Regions from separate parts of the Macaca mulatta genome. Here region 1 is linked to region 2. A link is a contact called in public Hi-C data. All regions are on one chromosome and are shown on one strand. The core of a region is the stretch at or near the end of the contact, and the rest is flanking DNA. Distances in the headings are between cores, read along the strand shown.

Region 1 (2,754 bases), core at 252-2,751, 270 kb after region 2:
TTCAAATGCAATACGTAACTGGAACCAATCAAATATTGTATCTGGTTTGCTTCCTCATACCTCTTAAAAAAAAAAAAAAAAAAAAAAGAAGCCTTTTGTTCCAAGACCCTCCTTTGAGCACCCAAACAACAAATCATAGCTGGCTGTTCTGATTCATAAATTGCTGTTTGTGCAAATAAACTGTTTGTATTAATCGCTTCCGGCATTACTGTAAATACCTCAGACTGGGTAACTTACAAGAGGATTAACTAGCTCATGGTTCCACAGGCTGTATAGAAAGCATTAACACCAGCGTCTGCTTCTGGGGAGGCCCCACCCAGGAAGCTTAAAATCACGGAGGAAGGTGAAGCAAGAGCTTGAAAAGGAGACAAGGTGGGCTGCTGTACACTTTTAAATGAACTTCAGGGAACTCACTCACTATTGGGAGGACAATACCAAGAGGAATGGTGCTAAACTATTCATGAGAAATCCGCGCCCATAATCCTTCCACCAGGCCCCACCTCCAACATGGGGGATTACATTTAAACAGGAGATTTGGGCTGGAAAACACACCCAAACTATATCCTAAAGTTGCCTCAAATTTAGGCTAGGGCGGTGGCTCACGTATGTAATCCCGGCGCTTTAGGTGGCCCGAGGCGGGCGGATCACCTGAGACCTGAGCTCAGGAGTTCGAGACCAGCCTAAGCAACATGGCAAAAGCCCGTCTCTACAAAACAACACCAACAACAAAAACAAAAAACAGGCATGGTGGCGCACCCGTCTAGTCCTAGCTACTTGGAGGACTGGGGTGAGTGGATCAGCTGAGCCCGAGACGTGGAAGCGGCAGTGAGAAGAAATGCACTTTAGCCTGGGCAACACAGTGAGACACTGTCTCGGGAAAAAAAAAGGGGCCACAATTTTATTTTTAAAAGGAGAAAGAAGGGACTAGGGACCCCAAGGCCCACTGCTTCTTCCACGGAGGAACTCCAGACCCTAAATGAGGATTCTCGTCTTATGACGCTCCCATCATCCCCGCACAATCTGGAGGAGGGAGACTCGAGGTTGCGGCACAGAGCTGCCCAGAAAGGGCCCTGAACTGGGGAGAAATTCGAGCTTATGGAAAAAACAAAACGTACGGTTTTGGCTGCTGGCTCAGCCCCTCATCTGCGATGGAGGGAAATGAGGACTGAGCTGTGCCCGCGGGGACTCGGGGCTGAAGACTCCAGAGCCGACCGCGAGAAGGCCGAGATACAACCGCAGCCGGTTCCGGCCGGATTCAAACACCCTCTTCCCCATTCTCGGGACACCCACTCCACGCTCTCACCATTTCCCAGCCTCCGGATGTTCCGCCGTCCTCCCTATGGATCTCCCAGTACCTGCAGATCACGGGATAACAGAAGCTATGGTAGAGTCACCGAGGAGCTCCAGGAGCGGAGGAGATGGAACAGTGGAGACGGGAACTGGGCTCAGAGCCCGGGAGCTAGGAGACAAAGGCCCCGCCATATTGAAGAGGCCGCCTCTTCGTCTGTAGCTGCGCACCTGATTGGACAATTTCACGCTAGCACCACTGATTGGCTAGGGCTCCAGGCCCCACCCATTTAAACCCTGAGTGACAGAAAATGTAATCAGACACTGGGCTGAACGAGGCAGGAGTGACAGGTTTTTGCCTGCACCTTTTTCAGGCAGATTCCTCCCTGTGCTGGGGTCCTGGCCCTGCCTGAGAGACATTTGTATTTAACCTTGCATATAAGATTATATCACTTTCTGATTATATTTACGTGTGTGTGTATATATTACATTCTGAATTATAGTTATGTGTATGCTGCAGGCCCTGTCTCAGCATCCTGTTTTTCCCTTTAGCTGCAGGAGATCAGACTCCTCCAGGAGATGCAGCTGCACCAGCTGGTTGCAGACAATTATCACCTTCAGTCTGTGAAGCAATTTTGGATCTGCTTCCAATTAATGGAGTGGCTCAGTGAGACTGAGAGTTGAGGGCCTGGCAGATTGGTTAGAGGGGCCACTCGCCCAGGCCTCCCAAAACACCCTCTTTCCCACCAAAGCTGAGCCTGCCTAAGGACCTAAAAAAGCATAGTGAACCAAGATCGGATCCTAGTCAGGGATAGTGCTGGGCTGTGGGGTAAAGTCAGCTAGGACAGGGCCTCCAGGTGCGGGGAGAGGCCGACATCTTCTGTAGGGCCCCGGGCAAGTCACTGCCCTCTTTGGGCCTCTGTTTTCTTATCTAAAAAAGGTAGGGATGATGAGCCTCACAGGGTAATGATGAGCTTCAAAGGAGAAAAGAAATTTGAGAGTGCTTGTGCCTGGCTCTTCCCGAGAGAGATGATGATGAGAACAATGGTGACAGCTACGTATAACTGAGTCCTCAGGAGGCCCAGTGAGGTAGGTGTGGTTCCCATCATACTTTCAAGTTAGGAAACAGTCTCAGGGAGGCCTGGCTGCATGCCCAAGGTTCCACACACAGTGAGTGTTGGAGCAGGGAGTGAATCTAGAATCAGAGCTTACTGGAGGTGGCAGGAGCACTGGACCAGCTTACTCACACCAGCTATCCAGGGTACCAGGTCAGTGTAACTGGGCATAACTGGATGAAGGGAGCATAGTAGCACTGACCTTGTCCTTGACCCTGGCATATGAAGACACCCAAGTTGGCCACCCTCGAGAAGAAAACACAGAGAGCCCAGATGACGCTAAAGCTGCAAAAAGGCAGTGTCCCTGTGATGGGGAGGAGCTCCAGGGAGTCAGAGGGAAGAGCTCCTCCCT
Region 2 (2,989 bases), core at 120-2,619:
AGATCATGCCATTGCACTCCAGCCTGGATGACAAGAGCAAAACTTTGTCTTAAAAAAGAAAAAGAAAAAAAAAAAAAAAAAGAAAGAAAGACCAGGGAGGGATCTGTAGACATAGAGCTTTCTTATTTTGTCACCCCATCGTCCTTTGTTCACTGTCTGATCTCTGGAAGAAAGGTGGACAACAGGTGGTCTTCCTGTTGTGATTTTATTCCTGCCATCCTCTGCTCTTTCTATGGCCACTATCTGTTCTACCCTTGGAACTGAAGAGAGATGTTGGTAGGGAAAGACTTTCTCTTTATTTATGGCAGGAAAAGGATGTTCAAGCCTGGTGTGGTGGCTCATGCCTGTAATCCCAGCACTTTGGGAGGCTGAGACAGAAGGATTACTTAAGGTCAGGGGTTCAGCCTGGCTGACAAGGGAAAATTCCATCTCTACTAAAAATACAAAAATAAGCCAGGCATGGTGGCACATGCCTGTAATCACAGCTCCTCCGGGGAGGATGAGGCAGGAGAATCACTTGAATCCAGAAGGTGGAGATTGCAGTGAGCCAAGATTGCACCACTGCACTCCAGCCTGGGCCTAAGAGCGAGACTCTGAAAAGAAAAGGAGAGAAAGGAAAAGAAAGAAAAAAAGAGAAGAGAAAGGAAATAAAAAGAAAAGAAAACAGCAAAGGGATGTTCAGGATTTCATCTTCTGCTGTCAGAGCTGCACTTCAATGTGGCAGCTATTGGCCACGTGTGGCTACTGGGTGCATGGAATGTGGCTGGTCCGAACTACGATGTGGTAAGAAAGGTAAAATACATAGTTTTAATGTTTTTTCCCAAAATATATATAGTTTATTAATAATTACATACTGGTCACATATTAAAATAATATTTTGGATATATTGGGTTAATTAAATTCCTACAATGAATTCCTTCTGTTTATTTTTTCTTTTTAAAATTTTCCTTCTAGAAAATTTAGAATTCACATGTGGCTCACATTCAATTTCAGAGGATTGCCTTTTTAAAAAAAATGTCAGGCTACCCGCTCAAAGGACAAGAAGCCAGGGAGCTCATAAAATTGGAAAATTTTAAACAATTGTTATTGCATTATTTTTATGTGTGAATAGCCACATAATATATTATTTATAAAGGCAAACGACCTTATACGCAAGGTTATATGCAAATACCCTCTGGGGTGGGCCTGGCTCCACTCAGGGAGGAAGCCCTGCATGAGAACGCTGCAGCTTGAATTTCACTCTTTCTTCGTTCAGCCCAGCAGCTGAGCACATATTCTGTCACTCAGGGCATTAGGGGGTGGGGCCCTAAACATTATCCAATCAGGGACGCTGGAATGGGACCCGTCCAATCAGGCACGCAGCTGGAGCGGACAGGACGGCTTCCGGGATTTGGCGGGGCCTTTGTCTCTAGCTGCAGCGGGAGCTCCAGGTCTAGTCTTCACTGCTCTGTCTTCTGCTCCTAGAGGCCCAGCCTTTGTGGCCCCGTTACCTGCAGGTATTGGGAGATGCACAGCTAAGATGCCAGAACCACCTGGAAGCCTAGAAATGGTGAGAGTGCCGGGTCCGACACCCCGAGAGAGGGGGAGGGGCTGGTTGGAACCGGTCGGAAGTGACTGTGGCAGGACTCCAGCCTCCCAGCACTGGGCTCCAAAATCCGCGGCCCGAGTTGTCCTTGGCGCAGCTCGGCCCTCGGTCCCCTTCAGCCATAAGATGGCGGCTGGGCTGACAGCCGGACCCCGGGCGTCCTGTCTCCTCCCTGTGCAGTGACTGTGCCTTGGCCTGGAGCCCTCGCTGGGCAGCTCTGCAGCCGCAGTGCCGCATCTCTGCCTGATAACTCGCAGTACCGGGTTCATGAATGGGAAGAGCTTTGGTCCGTGGGGTCCCAGTCCCTCCTTTTTTCTATTAAAAATTCATGGAAGTCACCGCAAAAATATTTAAAAATGTAATAGAAGAGTGGTTCAAAAATCGTAGAGCACCCAGCTATGATTTGTAATTTGTGGTCCATGGGAGGGGCTTGAAGGAAAGACTTTTAAGTGGTATGTGATAAATAAAACCAAATTCAATAATCGGTTAGGTACAGTTACATAGCTTCTTAATTTGTAAGATCAAGGTGGAAATTTTCTGGTTATGTAATCGGAGGGTACTTGGCAGTTTACAGTTGGTTAAGCATAAATTTTATTTCCCCCAATGTAACAATTTACAAAAAAAAATGTATTTGAGTTAGATTTTTTTTTTTTTTTTTTTTTTTTTTTGAGGTGGAGTCTCACTCTGTCGCCCAGGCTAGAGTGCAGTGGCGCGATCTCGGCTCACTGCAAACTCCGCCTCCCAGGTTCACGCCATTTCCTGCCTCAGCCTCCCGAGTAGCTGGGACTGCAGGCGCCCGCCACCACGCCCGGCCAGTTTTTTGTATTTTTTTAGTAGAGTCGGGGTTTCACCGTGTTAGCCAGGATGGTCTCAATCTCCTGACCTCGTGATCCGCCCGCTTCGTCCTCCCAAAGTGCTGGGATTACAGGCGTCAGCCACCGCGCCCGGCCCTAGTGTACATTTTTGATACTGTGTTTTAATTAATCATTGTGTGAGAAATCATTGGATGATACTTTTTAAAAGGTTTGCTTTCCGTTTGTAAAAATTTTCTATAAGAAGAAAGCAAAGAGTAATCCCCGGACACTACTGTAAAAAATCTCTGTGCCTCTTTTCCTTTTATCTTCCCTAGTCACAGAGATCTTACCAGAATTTTGGGGGGTCAGGGTTTCCCTTTGGAAACTTTATGGGGTGATGTGTCCTCGGCCACCCTTCAGATTTTTCCTGGTCCTGGGTTTCAGTACTGTCTGGGAATAAACCATGATACCCACTGTGGCTATGTCTGCCAGAGTGCCTAATGAATATCAGCTGGTGGGTCATTTTCTCCCGTAGGACTGCCTGAGGTACAAAGTGTAGCCTCTCCAGGGAGCAGGTGGACGCCCTGGGGCTGAGAGAAATCTTCTGGTG

What was found. A called contact is a pair of places that touch in the nucleus more often than the background predicts.
Region 1: a Hi-C map of cortical neurons shows a contact between it and region 2, with 5 times the contacts expected there. The contact joins the promoter of LOC710897 here to the promoter of ZNF680 in region 2. A contact is called at or near these places in 2 of 14 Hi-C or Micro-C datasets (cortical neurons and fetal cortex germinal zone).

Annotation. Positions count from the first base shown.
Region 1 is chr3:70,863,721-70,866,474 of T2T-MMU8v2.0, forward strand. It overlaps LOC710897, which reads right to left and starts at 1,502. Exons shown (of 4, transcript XM_077996666.1): 1 at 1,304-1,502. The coding sequence starts at 1,306.
Region 2 is chr3:70,597,275-70,600,263 of T2T-MMU8v2.0, forward strand. ZNF680 (zinc finger protein 680) reads left to right here and starts at 1,370. Exons shown (of 5, transcript XR_013415257.1): 1 at 1,370-1,549.